Regions from separate parts of the Anser cygnoides genome. Here region 1 is linked to region 2. A link is a contact called in public Hi-C data. All regions are on one chromosome and are shown on one strand. Each heading gives the region's core, a stretch centred on a gene start, on an enhancer-like site or on the middle of the called end of the contact. The rest is flanking DNA. Distances are from core to core; before and after follow the strand shown.

Region 1 (6,699 bases), core at 828-3,327, 120 kb before region 2:
GGAAGGTAACTGGAAATGCAATGCTAGAACCTGCTGCTGCCGCAGGGCAACTGGAGCAACGCTGCAGGCTATGAGTTAATATATTTACTTATTTATTTATTTAAACAATAATCTAACAACATATCACATGAACAAGAACAGAGGCAGAAAAATAGATAACATTCAAGAAGCAGTCAGACTGAGCTCTAACAAAATAGTACCCAAGGAGTTAAGAAAAAAAACCATCCTATGCAATACCTTTGGGTCCCAATACCTTGGAAAAATCAGTCTGAAGTTGTTTGAAAGCAACTGTGGATAGTGTGTAATGCTCAGTAGTTTCAGGCAATAAAGTATCCTGCAGGTTAACTACACAACAGGAGAGTCTGAGCACACAGAAGCAGGTGGTCAGTTCATGTTTTTCAATTTCCATTGTGCTCAGCACTTTGTATATGCATATCTCAAGTGCAGTCATTTATAATGTCATAAGCATAAGTTTAAAACAAAACCATTCTTCTACTGCAGCACCGACCAGCTCTCTGACAGAATTAGCATAGCTCCTTGAAAGGGGAGACTGGTTAATGATATGCAAACTCTTCTTATTATACTGGTTTCTGACAGTTTTTTTTTTCTTTTTTTTTTGTGAGAACTGGCCATTTACCGGACAACATTTCATGTTTTTCAAAAAGCAGATTACCAGAAATCTAATTATGTTTTTTTTTTTCCTTAAAGCAGATTACCAGAAATCTAAATCATCTTTTTATTTTTTATTTTTTTCCTTAAAAAAAACAAACACAAAACAGTTCAAGATTGTCCCTGTGGTGGTTCATGAAAGCTTTAGCTGTCTCCAGTCCCCTCTGTTGGCCAGGTTTTCTAGCTGGGCTAGATATCATATAATGAGTCCTGCAGCAGGTCAGTAACAGGGAAAAAACCACCAAGGGAGGAGCGGTTTGTTTAAGAAGCCCACACAACTGAAGATTTTGGAGCGTGAAGCGTGCAGACTATTGCTCTCATGAGACACTTGAGGTATCAAAACAAAACCATTTTCAATTGAAAACATGAGCTTCATTTTTCATCATAAAGCAGAATTTTCATTAAGAAAAATTATTTCCGAGCAGCTCCAAAAACAACAGTCCAGTGGCAAACACAGTTCAATGGCTTATTAAAACCAAAGTGCGGAATTTGCATGTTATGAGATTGGGGCACATCCAGGATCTTCTCGGAAAAAAAGAACCAGGGGACCTTTGCTAATCATTAACAGCCATAGATGCCAGTGATAACACCTCGTCCAAAACCTGTTACCTCCAAAACACTGCACCTCCCTAAGACCTGGTGAAGTAGGAAACCAGGAGGGGTTCAGGGGAATCTCAGCAACTAATAAATGTTTATTTTTGCCAGAACTCCTTTCCTTCGCCATCAAGCAAATGATTCAACGTGCATACCTCCTTCTCTATCTGCATTATGATGGAACAGCCCTTCCTACATCTGATTGCCGCTGTTATCAGCGAGCACTGAATCACAGACAAGGTGCATGTTAGCAAGGAAGGTGTCAGACATTTTCTGAACTGAAGCGGCTCCCCAAAGCACGTGTTTGAAAACCCAAATGAGTGAAGGACAGCCAATCGAAGTAGTTTAAGGTCATTAAAAAGCTCTTGTTCCTTAACACCAGGCAGCTGTGGTTGTTTACTGCCATCAGTTTATTGGCAGCTGTGAACTCGTAAAGGCTCTCAGAAAGCAGGCACTAGCTTAGGGTCATATCGAAGTATCTTAATGAAGATTTTCCTACAAAATATTTGCTACCCAAGGGCTGTAACATTCAGGACCTTCTTTTCAGCACTCTCAGAGAGTATGTGAGGATGGCACGAAATGACACAGCACCTAGTAGCAGAAGGTGGGTGAGCACCCCGAGGGCAAGCACACCGAGCTGGATCTGGCCCCACCGGCTGGCACCCTGCCGGAGCACTGCCGTCTGCAGAGGGCTGCGGACAGACAGGCGGCGGGGATGGACAAATGGACAAAACAGCTGGGAGTCTGTCTGTCATTGCCATGACAGACTGAATGTGTCAGCAGCCCTGGGACGGGGAAAGGCTGACCGGGTGCCTCAAGGAAGGGTCAGATAACAGAGACAGTGGCTTGCCAAGAGTAGAAGCTTGATCCAAAGAGGAAAGCCTCTAATAGCTGGTCAAATCTGCATAATAGGTCAAAAATCTGCAGGAAAAGTCCCCCATTAAAGGATTACAGTTGCAGAGCTGTCTAACAGGGGGATATGTGAGCCTTACAACATTGCCATTCACTAAACTTCCTATTACTTTTTCTAGGCTTTTTCAAGCTTTCGAGACAGATGTTCTAACAGAAGTTCTGTACTTAAAGAAACAAACAAAGGGAAAAAAAAAAGGAAATGAGAAAAGGTGGGAAAAAAAGAGGTTAAAATTACCAATAATTCATTTCTAAGCCCTCTGGTGTTTGCTGAGTTGAATTTTTTAAGCAGAAATTATGAAGATGATAATATACTAATAGTTTATAGTGCTTAGTTCTATCTTTTTATATTCAGTCTGCCTTAGACCTAAGAAGATCTGTTAGATTCAGGCTCCTTTCACAGGAGGCCAGGCCTGGGCAAGGGCGTGCGGCTGAAAGAGCAGGCTAGGCACTTAGGTAGCCATTCTCCTGCACGCCTCTGAAGCAGTGTGCTGCATGTCACTCAGCCGTGCACGCCCTTACCTCCTCAGGGAAGAGCAGAGTTCTGGAAAATTCACTTTATTTGCAAACGCGCATGGAGCAGATCAGCCAGGCACAGCACGGAGAAATATTAGTTGGACACAGGCTGTCACGGCTCCTTGCATCTACCTATGACAACCATAATAAATACAACACTTAGGTGAAATTGCTGACTCCCTCGTCTTTTGGTTTTAAAATACAATAGTGATATCGACTTCAGATCTTGCCCGATTTACTTTAATTTGAGCCAGGCCTCTACAGAAAGCTGTTGCCCAGGTAACAAATGCCGCGCACCATAATAAGGCAAATTGCTGTTGAAATAAATAGTAATTACAGCCCCGGTTTCAAGAGTATTATCTTTCTTTTTATTTTCAGCTGGCCTCAGGCAAGGCTGCAGGCGCTGGCTTTGCTGGGAGTGGGAGCGTGCACCCCTTCCCGGCCCCTGCTGCAGCTCTGGTCGTGTGTGTATAGATGCCTTCCAAACGATATTTATTTCCTCAAGGGTACCTCGGTACTGAGCGTAAACACCAGGAGCAAGAGCCGCTGCTGTTTGGGCTCAGCATCTCTCAGCAGCGTGCTCACAGAAGCACCACCAGCCTCAGCACACCCAGGACCTCGCGGCCTTTCTGCGGCACCCCGCGGAGCCGTGCCCTGCCCTCGGCCTTGTGCACCAGCTCCCTCCCCTGAGCGCGGGGCTTGCCCCGCATACGTGGCTCTCCAGCCCATAGCTCGGTGACTCACAGACAAGCATGAGCTTGAAGGAGGGCAACGAGTGACTAATGCTGTCGTGCCTAGCATTGATGTATTTGCGCTCAGAAGGTATTTGCACTGGAAAAGCAGATGTGGAAGGGAATCTGGGTGGGTGCTCTCATTTTTTCCCTTCTTCAACAGTTTTTGGTTGAGTGTAGCCCTCTCATCATGTACCACAACCAGCCCTGGACCAGCCACAGGAGCACCCCTGCAGGGACACGGGGAGGTCTGTGTGGGGTAGCACCAACCACAAGAAGCACACCGTCACCCCCCCCGGGATCCCCACAGCCCCACCACCCTACGTTCCACCTTGCTCTGTAGTCATCAGGGACCTGAGCAAGAAAAACAACTGCTGAGTGGATGCGTGAGGAGAAAACTGCCATGAGACCACAGGAGAGATGCCGTCACCCCATCACAGCTGGGAGCTGTCAGCAAACACATCTGCTGGCAAGGGGTATAGAGCCTCCCTGCTTAGACCTGGTGCCCACAGCGTGTAAGAAGGATGCTCACTCAGGTTTTCACTCCACGCAGCAGCTCCTGTGCCATCTGCAGATGGGGACTGATGCTCCCCAGTGTCCCTCTGCAGGGAGTGGGGAGCAGAAGACAATCCTTCTATTCAGCTATAGAAGGTGTCTGTCCAGAAAGAGGAATTGCAAGTCCTCCCCTAAATATACTTGCTAGATTCTACTGGCACCAGATTTACTGGGCTGTAATGAATTTTAAAAAAACAAGCTGCAGTTCTCCAAGGCTGACAGAGCTCATAAGTGGTGGTACTGTCTTTAAACATTCTTCAAGTTAATGATCTTCCTGTGATTTCCCTGGTGTTTCCACCTCTGTCATATGTTTGCTGCATAGACCTTACAGCCATTCTGCCTGATAAACTACCATAGATCCCAAATTAATAACAGTGGTGTGACAGCAGCCAGGGAAGTGAAAGGATATGGAAAATAAATGTTAAAAATGTCACTTTGTTTAGGAGAAGCTTAAGTGAGGGTGGACTTGGCTTGGGGTGGAAGGGGTAAGGCCAGTCATCCCCTTGGCTTCTGCTCCAGCCTCGGAAGGAGCTGGAGTCCATGGGGAGACCCCTGAGCAATCACGTCTTTGCATGGCTCAGATTTGGTCCAGGCTCCTTTCAGATGGAGCCAGAAGCACATTGTGTGCATCCTCACACGCCTATTCCTGGTAAGACCTGCACACCTCTTTGGAAATTCAATAGGAGCTTTGAAAACAAACTGAGCTGCAGCGGTAGACACTGTGGTGTAACCTCTGGGCTTCTTCCCAGGCAGTGTGTGCTCGGTCAGACTCTAAAAGCACATTGAAAATAAAAGGATCAGCCATGGAAAGTGAATTTTCACCTACTTTGGCTACTTTTTGAGACTTCCAAAAATGTGCAGAACACAGATTCATTGCTCCATTGAGAAAGAATGACATTTGCTACAGCTATCAGCCCAGCTTGCTTAATGAGCCCTGAAAGTACTTAAAATGTGCTGGTTTGTGCACGCATGCATGCATGTCCTGGAGGGCAGGGAGGCAGAGGGAACCAGAGACTTCTTATCAGAAAACACAGCCTGTTTTTTTACGGAGTTTGACACACACAATCTTATCTAATTATTCAGAACATTTAACATCACCTAACTCCAGATAAGGATCTCTTTCCTCCTCCACTGCCCTCTCTTTGCTGAAACTTAATACACAGCGACTAACACGGCACAAAACCGTCTCACTGAGCTTGGAGATGCAAGACGACAACTCGTGACCTTTGCCATTGATCGCCAGCCAAGTTACATACGTCGAGGAGTCTCGGCAGGCCAACATTTGTCACCGCTCTGACAGTGAAATACGGCTCAGCCCATTGTTCTGCAGAAGTGCAACAGCAGCCTCAGCCCCCGGCTGGTGGCAACGAGGGGCAGCTTGCTGGATATCGCCCGGTGTTCCCCGGGAGACCCTGATGTGCTGTGCACCCTGGATAATCTGTTGGGCCTGGGAGAGGACACAGCCATTGGGGCTGTGGGAGAGCTTGGAACATCTCTGGAAACCGGGAGCTCCGGCACTGCCAGCTCTGAAAGGGTGAACAAATGTCATGCTTTGAGAAAGGCTATTATAGCTTGGAAGAATAAAAACCCTTCCCCACCAGGGCCCTGTATTTCTGCAGTAGGCTGCTGCTTATGAATCCTGTGCTCTCCAAACTGGGGGTTGTTGACTCTCTCCTGTGCACATTTCGTTTAGCCAAGGGAAAGAAACTCTGAATCAGACTGTTTACTTGGGTGTAGCTGCTCTTCCACTGTGCTGGCCAAATTTGCCTTGTAGGCTTAGAAAAATAGCTAAAGGCCAACCAAGCTGCCAGACAGCTATTCTTCATCATTTGGTGGCCACAACTGAATGGGTACAATTGCGAGGACATTTTGCACCGTGTGAAATAGGCGTGCATGCAGACCAAGCAACTGGACGCTTAATCTGATTTCTGCTGTGTGGGAAAGCTTTTTGCCTCCAATTACTGTCTTCACGATAGGATCTGAGTGTTCTGACTCCTAAATTAATGTCCTTCAAAGCATTTAATGATGGAGATGCAGCTAAAAAAACTCGTGCCTTTCCACATTTCTGCAGATGAGTATACCAGAACACCTACATTTTGGCAACACTGAACTCAATGAGCACGCATCTGTCATTTAAATCTAGTAGCACTACTCCATACCTAGTCCCAGAATATGGTGGTCCTTGCCCGTCACTGAGGACTGACTTGACAACTGAAAATACCACAGAAACCATGCTGTGATAAAGACGTGGGGATACCCCATTAGTTGATGGAGATACCCTATTAATTTTCTGATTTAAAAAGCATCTGCCACTATTTGGGATGGCAACAGTCCTTTTCTGTTAACTGAAGTAAAACTGTGAGCCATATGGAGACAGATCCCAACTTTCCAAGGTTTCCAGGCTCCCAGGCCACCAGGCAGTACTCTGAAGTGGTGCCTTCGTATTTTTTAACATCCTAGGCTGCCAGGTTTATCTCACTTCTGATTCCATATTTAAAAGTGTAGCAGCTGATATGCTCTGGTAAAAGAATAAAAACATTAATTCTAAGTACAAATATTTGTACTTCTGCTTCTAAGCACTATGGTATTTGACACTGCTCGAATTAAAGCCCCGAGTGTTAATCCGAGGCTCTCGTAGCAGCAATATGAATACAGGTTTTCTTCTTTGTTTTCCCAGTAACCTTAACCATTCCCTATCTAGAAACAAAAATTCTTCCCTAGGATG
Region 2 (6,883 bases), core at 4,299-6,798:
AGGGTTTTTCTAAGACCATCAAAAATTTACAAAGTAAATTATTTCAAAATATGCTTAATTCTATGTCATATGTTTAAGAGATTGAATACCTTCAGAATAAATCTTCCGGCTTCCTTGGATAAATGAATGAAATTGTCTTCTATCAGCTGTTCTGCGCATCTTGAAATAGGTTTTGTTTCTTATCAAAACTGAAGTGGTTTGGAAAGAGTCCAGGAAAGCTCATTTTAGGTTATCCGGCAGAAACTACTGAATTCTCTGCAGTAGTTGAGGGTTCTTTCATTCACCAGAACTGATCTACCAAGTATCTCATCCTCTTTTTTGGCTTTTATCTTCACAATACCAGAAGGCTTCACAATATAGAGGTTCCATGTGCAAATATCCACCCGATATTACGTACCGCAGACAATCCTGAACAGGAAAATAATGGCTGGATGGTGATGATCAATATAAACAAATCCTTATCTCTGTGCTGAACAAATTGTTATTCACGCGGAACTTTTCCCAAAGTCTCTATAGTACTTACCACCATTGCATTAAAATTTATGTAGTCCTATATTTTGCTACATAAAACGTGGAATGGTGTTAGAATAGTAACTTCATTGCAGGGAAATTGGTGGCCATGAAGGTTAACAGCCCATACAGAAAGCCACTAACAAATGTCCTTCCTTAATGAAATGCTTGGTATAGATCATATTTTTCATAACGTACTTATGCGCTAGGCTGCCAAACAGATTCATTCATAAAATACAACATACATAAGCATTTTTTTCAGACAGAGTTCAGCCTATCAAGTTCTCATTTCAGTGAAAACTGAAAAAAAAAACCCTTCCTTTACCAACTGAATGAGAACACAGAAATTTTATCCAACATTCATACATTCAATTGCAATAGAGGAATTAGAGACCACAATGAGATCAAAGGATTTTACTGCTTAAGGTTTCCAATGCTCTTTTCTACAAAAGTTTAATATCACTCCTCTCCACCCCCCGTTACTTAGTTATATTCTACCCCTAACAGCTAGGTCAGGTTTTATGAGCAGCATTTCTGAAAGCTGGAAGAGCTTTCTCTGGAAAGAAGCCATCTGTTTGGAGCGGTCAGTTCCTTCAAGATCTGAAATGCTTCCCAGTGTTTTTTCACTTCCCAGACGTATTGCAAATCCCGGCTACCTAAGCATGAAGTGGTAGACTTATAGAGTCTCCAGGGAACTTCCACTTAGTGCTAAAGCATTGCCGAGAGGTGGCTGTGTCAGCCAGATATAGGGTATCTGAATGAGGTGCACTGCTGCTGTGGTTTATCTGTGTTTTGCAATGCCAGTGTTGTGTTTTCTCATGTACGTGAAAGGTATCCAAAACTTGAGATGCTTATGTTGTGGACTGGGTTTTCTTCAGATACAGATTGAATACATAGTGCATCTTCTCACAGAGCAAAGCCACGCTAGAGAATACGGGAGATGTCCCTCAGTCTACAATAATTTATATTTCAAGACAAGGGAAAGCTGATAAGAGGCTGTTTAAAGAGGCAAATCCATCCTACCGCTGTGATCAGCTGGGATAACATCAGTATATTGTCCAACATGAAGGTATTATCCAGTAACAAGGACAATGGCATACAGCTCAAAAATCAATCACTCTGAGAAAGGCTCGTTAAGGAAATTAACACCAAATTTATCCACGATTATGAAACACCGTACAATTGTGAGAATTCCCTAACAGAAATGTCATCATAAAGGCCTCCTTGTTTCCTTTTTTGATGCTTCTAATCAAATACTCCTTTGCTTAAACAGCTAATCATAATTTTCTCCTGCTACAATAATGACTAACGCCAAGACCCGAGGAGGAAAGCTGACCAGAAAATGAGCAGAAAGAATCAGTTTTGGAGATATGAGCTTTCCTTTGTAAGGAAATTATTATTCATACTAAGTATAATAAATAATACTACCAAGCCTGGGGAGATATTTCTCTTCATTAATACATTTCAAAGGACTCCAACAGAAATATAAGGCTGGAGAAAATGTCAGGAAATCATTTGGTCTATCCCACACCACCAAGACATGATGAACACACCTAACCTGCCTTGCCAAATGTTTGTCTAACAGGTTTTCTTTAAATAACAAAATAAAAAACTGCCCAAGCTACAAGGACTTCAAGGCTTCATTATGTGTTCACTATTGCTAAAGTACTCCTTGGACAGCTTTTCCAGATTTTCCTTGGTGCCAAGACCCACGCCCCTTTTGTTTGCCCCAACTCTGTCTGCACAGCAAAAAAATAACTGCCATTTTACTTACAGAAAACTTTTAACCTTTCAAGAATTCCCTTCTTAGTCTTCTCTAGGCTAAAAGATTTTCTTCAACTTTTACTCATATAACGTATTTTCTAAACACGTTAACTTTCTTCTTGTTGGATCTTCCCAGTTTGTCCACATTTCTTAAGAGTGGTGCCAGGGATGAACTCGGTACTCTCAAAACTTCTTACTGCTTTATAAAGTGATCAGGCCAGCAGCTCTGTTGCTCATGGCTAAAGGAAACGAGCAGTGAGATAATCCAAGTTGTCTTGACAATCAAGGCACTACAGCACTTGGCTTGCTTGGAGGTTTTGTCCACAAACACATGCAGATTGAGAACTGTGGCACTACGTGCTAGCATGGCAAATTTATAACTTGTTTGAGGATCTTTCAGGATATACAAGATAGATGGGTCAGTAATCCTCTGAGTCCTTTATTTTTCATTTTTTAAAGTATATATCTTATGTTTGTCTCGGAACAACGTCCCTTCCCCAGCTAATTCCTTTGTGCTTACCTTAGGTGAACCGTGGCAGGCAGGAAAGCTGCCTCACCGGGAGGACAGCTTTCTCCAAAGAGAGTGACGGCAAAGCCAGGGGCAGGAGCTCATGTAGCTGGAGCCCCAGTCCTTCAGCCCATTATCCTGCATTATCCAAAGGAACTCACTTAAAGGAATTACAACTCTCCATGTTTTTGAGTGCATATGTATTCTGTTGTTTCACATGTGCTGTGTCTCTTTTAATTATCTTTGAATAACTTGCATAATTCAACCAGCCGGTTCCAGGGAACTAGAGATCTCTGGCTTGCAAAAAGAGGGCTGTAAATCAACGAATTTCTTGAGCACTCATTTGTGAGATGTGTCAGACAGAGCCCAGGCCAAGGGCAGGGAGCACAGGAAAGCTAGGAATACAAAGGAGATGCTGTCTGCAGTGTAGCAGGAAGTTATATTTAGAAAGGTGGAAACATCAGCCTTCGGTAGGAGGTGTGCTAGGCTCAATGTTTGAAATATTATTTACACACTACATCCAGTCTCCCTCATGTCACACCTGACATGGGAAGATGTCCCTTGGCCCCAGAAGAAGACTTTTTCAGACAAGTGCTCCCTGAGGCCACTCTCGCTGCTGGAGAGATCAGCTGTGACAGGACCCAGTGGGTGAGGGATGCAGAAAGATCCCCCCAAAAGGGTGAAATATTTCTTCTGTAGTGCTTGCAGACTGATAAGGAGCCATACTGCAGTGAATACTCATGCATGCACTCATTGAACATCAGCTCCCTCTACTGTAAATACACTGCTACACGCTGCTGTCCCACCCCACCGCCTCCCAAAACAGCCAATTTTGGCAAGTGCACATTGCAACCCTACTCCGAAGCACTGTGACTAAGGGCATGGAAAAAATGCTTCCTGCAGAACAGGCAGGCAGAAAGACAGCATGGATTTTTCTTTTCAGTTCTTGTGGTTGTAATAATTGGGTTTTCAATCTTTCTGTATGCTGCAAATATCCATCTCTAGTTTGTCTCAAAACTAGAATAAATTTCATGATCTTTATCTAATATTTTGCAAACAAATGTAGATTACAGTCTACAGAACGGTCTGCTGCAATAGCTGCAGTCTTGCCTCTAACAGCCACAAGAGTCATCTGTTATAAAAAAATGTAATAGTTGGATCTTAAACTCTGCTGATCATTATCCGACTTATGATGTTTTGTCTTCCTGAAAAGGTTAAAAATCTGACAAGTCTCAATAGCTGATGGCCATACCCATCTATACCGAGGGCTATTCTTGGCTCCAGCAGAAATTAGAGACGTTTGCAGCTCAGCTCAGTAACACAGTCCCATTAACTGGTCAGTTTTACTCAAAAGTATGACTCAAAAGGAGAGAAATTGTTGTTCAGACTGAATTCAATTAACAGTTTGAGCCCAAAAGTATGAAAGGTTGGATTTTTTTCAGAGAAAGTGAAATATTTTTGTTTTGAAATTGACCTTATATTTTAATGTTAGACTAAACAAAAGTTTAATTTTGAGATTAAACCGGTGCTTGTGGTTTTACTTGGCATGAGATCCAATTAAATGATCAAAGTCTCAGAAGTCGGCCAAGAGATCAAGGAAGATGAGGAGAGCAGAGAGGCCCTGAGACTTGCCCGAGAATGGATAGCCAGAGCCTCTAGTGAAATTTTAATGTAATGGAAAACACAGACACTGGATCAGAAAGAATCCAGACAACCGGAGAAGTGATCAATAACCTATCCATGAAAATGGCCCATTTATTGATTGTTAAAAAATAAGGAGCAGGAAGAAGATATTAAAGTAATATGACAGGAGATGGAGAGCCGAGTGTTGAGACTCTAATTTGTTTGAATGTTGAAGAACAGAGGCAAGGAAGAAGATGAAAGAGCGAGAAGGGATGAAAATATGATCAAGACAGGTCAGCTCACAGACAAGGAAGCATCAAGGGGATGGCTGAAAGCACTGGCAGTAGGGGCAGCAAATATCTCAAAGTATGGACTGTGAGGGGTGGCCAGACCACGGGGAAGGGGAAGGGGAAGGGGAAGGGGAAGGGGAAGGGGAAGGGGAAGGGGAAGGGGAAGGGGAAGGGGAAGGGGAAGGGGAAGGGGAAGGGGAAGGGGAAGGGGAAGGGGAAGGGGAAGGGGAAGGGGAAGGGGAAGGGGAAGGGGAAGGGGAAGGGGAAGGGGAAGGGGAAGGGGAAGGGGAAGGGGAAGGGGAAGGGGAAGGGGAAGGGGAAGGGGAAGGGGAAGGGGAAGGGGAAGGGGAAGGGAGGACAGGACACCTGCCTGGCAGTGCGACCCACGTACATGGCCTAGAGAGATTGGAGAATGCCCCGGCTTCTTGCAGGATCCTGTACCCTGTTGTACGGAGGGTCACAATCTCATCTTTAGCCGTGGGCCCTCTAGAGTCCCGGAAGGCAGATAACAAGAGAAAAGAGATGAAAAGCAGAAAGTGAGTTTGATCAGTTTAGTGTTAACTTTGTGCCATGCCTTTGATAGGAACAGAATAGTCAAAGCAAATAAAGCTGCTTTGAAATAGGAATTGGCAGGACAAACTATAGCGAGTACATGAGAGGAACTGTATCAGAATTATGCCACAACTCATTAATCTGTATCACAGTAATAATGTTACTTTAAAGTTAGCACCAGAGTTTCAAAGCAGAAGGTCTTCTGGATCTCTAGCAACTCACTGCGAACCCTTTGCAGCTAATCAGTATCATTGCTTCAAAAGAAATTAAACTGTCTCCACCCAGCAACTCTACTGGCATTTGATCTACAATTGGCTTGAAGTTAAAAATTAATTACCCTTACAACATATTGATTACATGACTATAAACATAAAAGCAGCAGCCCAGAACAATGTACACTGACCCTCTGTTGGAACAGCATGTTTGTTTTCAAAAGGAAGCTAATTAAGACAAGTTCCCCAGAAGAAGGCGGCTGTGGTAAAACTCAAACCAACAGTGCCATCTAGTGCATCGCTCGGCTCATGAAGATCATTCCTTATTTCGCACAGATCATTTCTTATTTCGTGTTTCCCGATGCTAACTAAAAAGGGCTGATAAATCACTATCGTGCTCGGTATGCCTGAAGTCCCAAGGCTTGCCACTGGAGAATACACGGCTTCCAGAAGAAGGAAGTCTAACATCATATTTACATTTTGGTAATTAATAAAACTATAAAGCTAAATCTATTTGATTAGTACTGTTGCTGCGAATTAACTGAAATCAATAAAAGTTTTACATTGGCAATAGCTCTCAGGCTTCTAGGCTGCTGTGCTTCAAAGTAAGTTTGCTGGAACGTGTCTGTGTTGTCTTTAGATGGTATCTCTGTAATACACTCTGAAATAGATTGGATAAGAATCTCTGGATATCCTTCATGATCTTTTATTAGACGTGTATGTGTACATACCAATGAGCAAAGACTGAAAGCAGAAAAAGCACCATTTTATTTTCTGCAGTGTAGCGTCCGTTTAGGATCTGCTAAATATACCCCTTGCTAATGGATACTAATTGTTTTATATCAGAAAAATGTAAGGCACTAACTCTTTGGTTTTTGTCCGTGTGTCACTGACAAAGTGTGGAGGACTTCCTTCTAAATCCATTTACCTAGATCAGAGCCCCCGAGAGGAGTCCTCGCAGAAGTAACAATTTCAGGGCACTGCTCTCAAATTTTGTTGTCGCCCGATTTTACGCTTCGTTTAAGACACACCATTTCTCTGGCTGATTCAATGTCTCCTATTATTAGAAACTGCTCCCTTTCAGGAACACTGAACCCTGGCTTGGCTTCCTTTTCCCAAAACTCTGCGGAGACCTCTCAGTGCATCTGGCATTGTACTTGGCACTCTGCACTCCCTTAATGTACGCCCATTGTCAGCTCCTACACGGATCACCTTATACTACAAAAGAGAGCCTAAAATAAAGACCGTATATCCTGCAGCAGGAAAAGAAAGATTATGATCTCCGTGCCAATTGCCTCAGCCTCCTTTCTACCCTGAGGAGTTGTATTTCACTGTGGGTTTTTTGCACCCCTAGCCTGGTGTCACTAAGCCCTAATCCATACCAACCAGCGTCAGGCACGTCTCGGATGACACTGGGCGCACAG

What was found. Hi-C and Micro-C count contacts between places; a contact is called where the count stands out from the background.
Region 1: a contact with region 2 is called in a Hi-C map of liver, with 18 times the contacts expected there. The contact joins two enhancer-like sites. A contact is called at or near these places in 5 of 7 Hi-C or Micro-C datasets (fetal liver, granulosa cells and liver).

The regions. Positions count from the first base shown.
Region 1 is chr1:27,689,734-27,696,432 of Taihu_goose_T2T_genome, reverse strand. The region is part of intron 3 of LOC106042062 (a long non-coding RNA gene); the gene reads left to right. Among named protein-coding and RNA genes, the nearest start is that of MET, 22 kb to the right of the region's middle. Within about 2 kb of position 2,077, at least 1 of the 3 cell types and tissues checked has open chromatin away from gene starts, as enhancers often do. A contact at or near this core is called in liver, where this site is marked.
Region 2 is chr1:27,569,191-27,576,073 of Taihu_goose_T2T_genome, reverse strand. No RefSeq gene overlaps it. Among named protein-coding and RNA genes, the nearest start is that of CAPZA2, 16 kb to the right of the region's middle. Within about 2 kb of position 5,548, at least 1 of the 3 cell types and tissues checked has open chromatin away from gene starts, as enhancers often do. A contact at or near this core is called in liver, where this site is marked.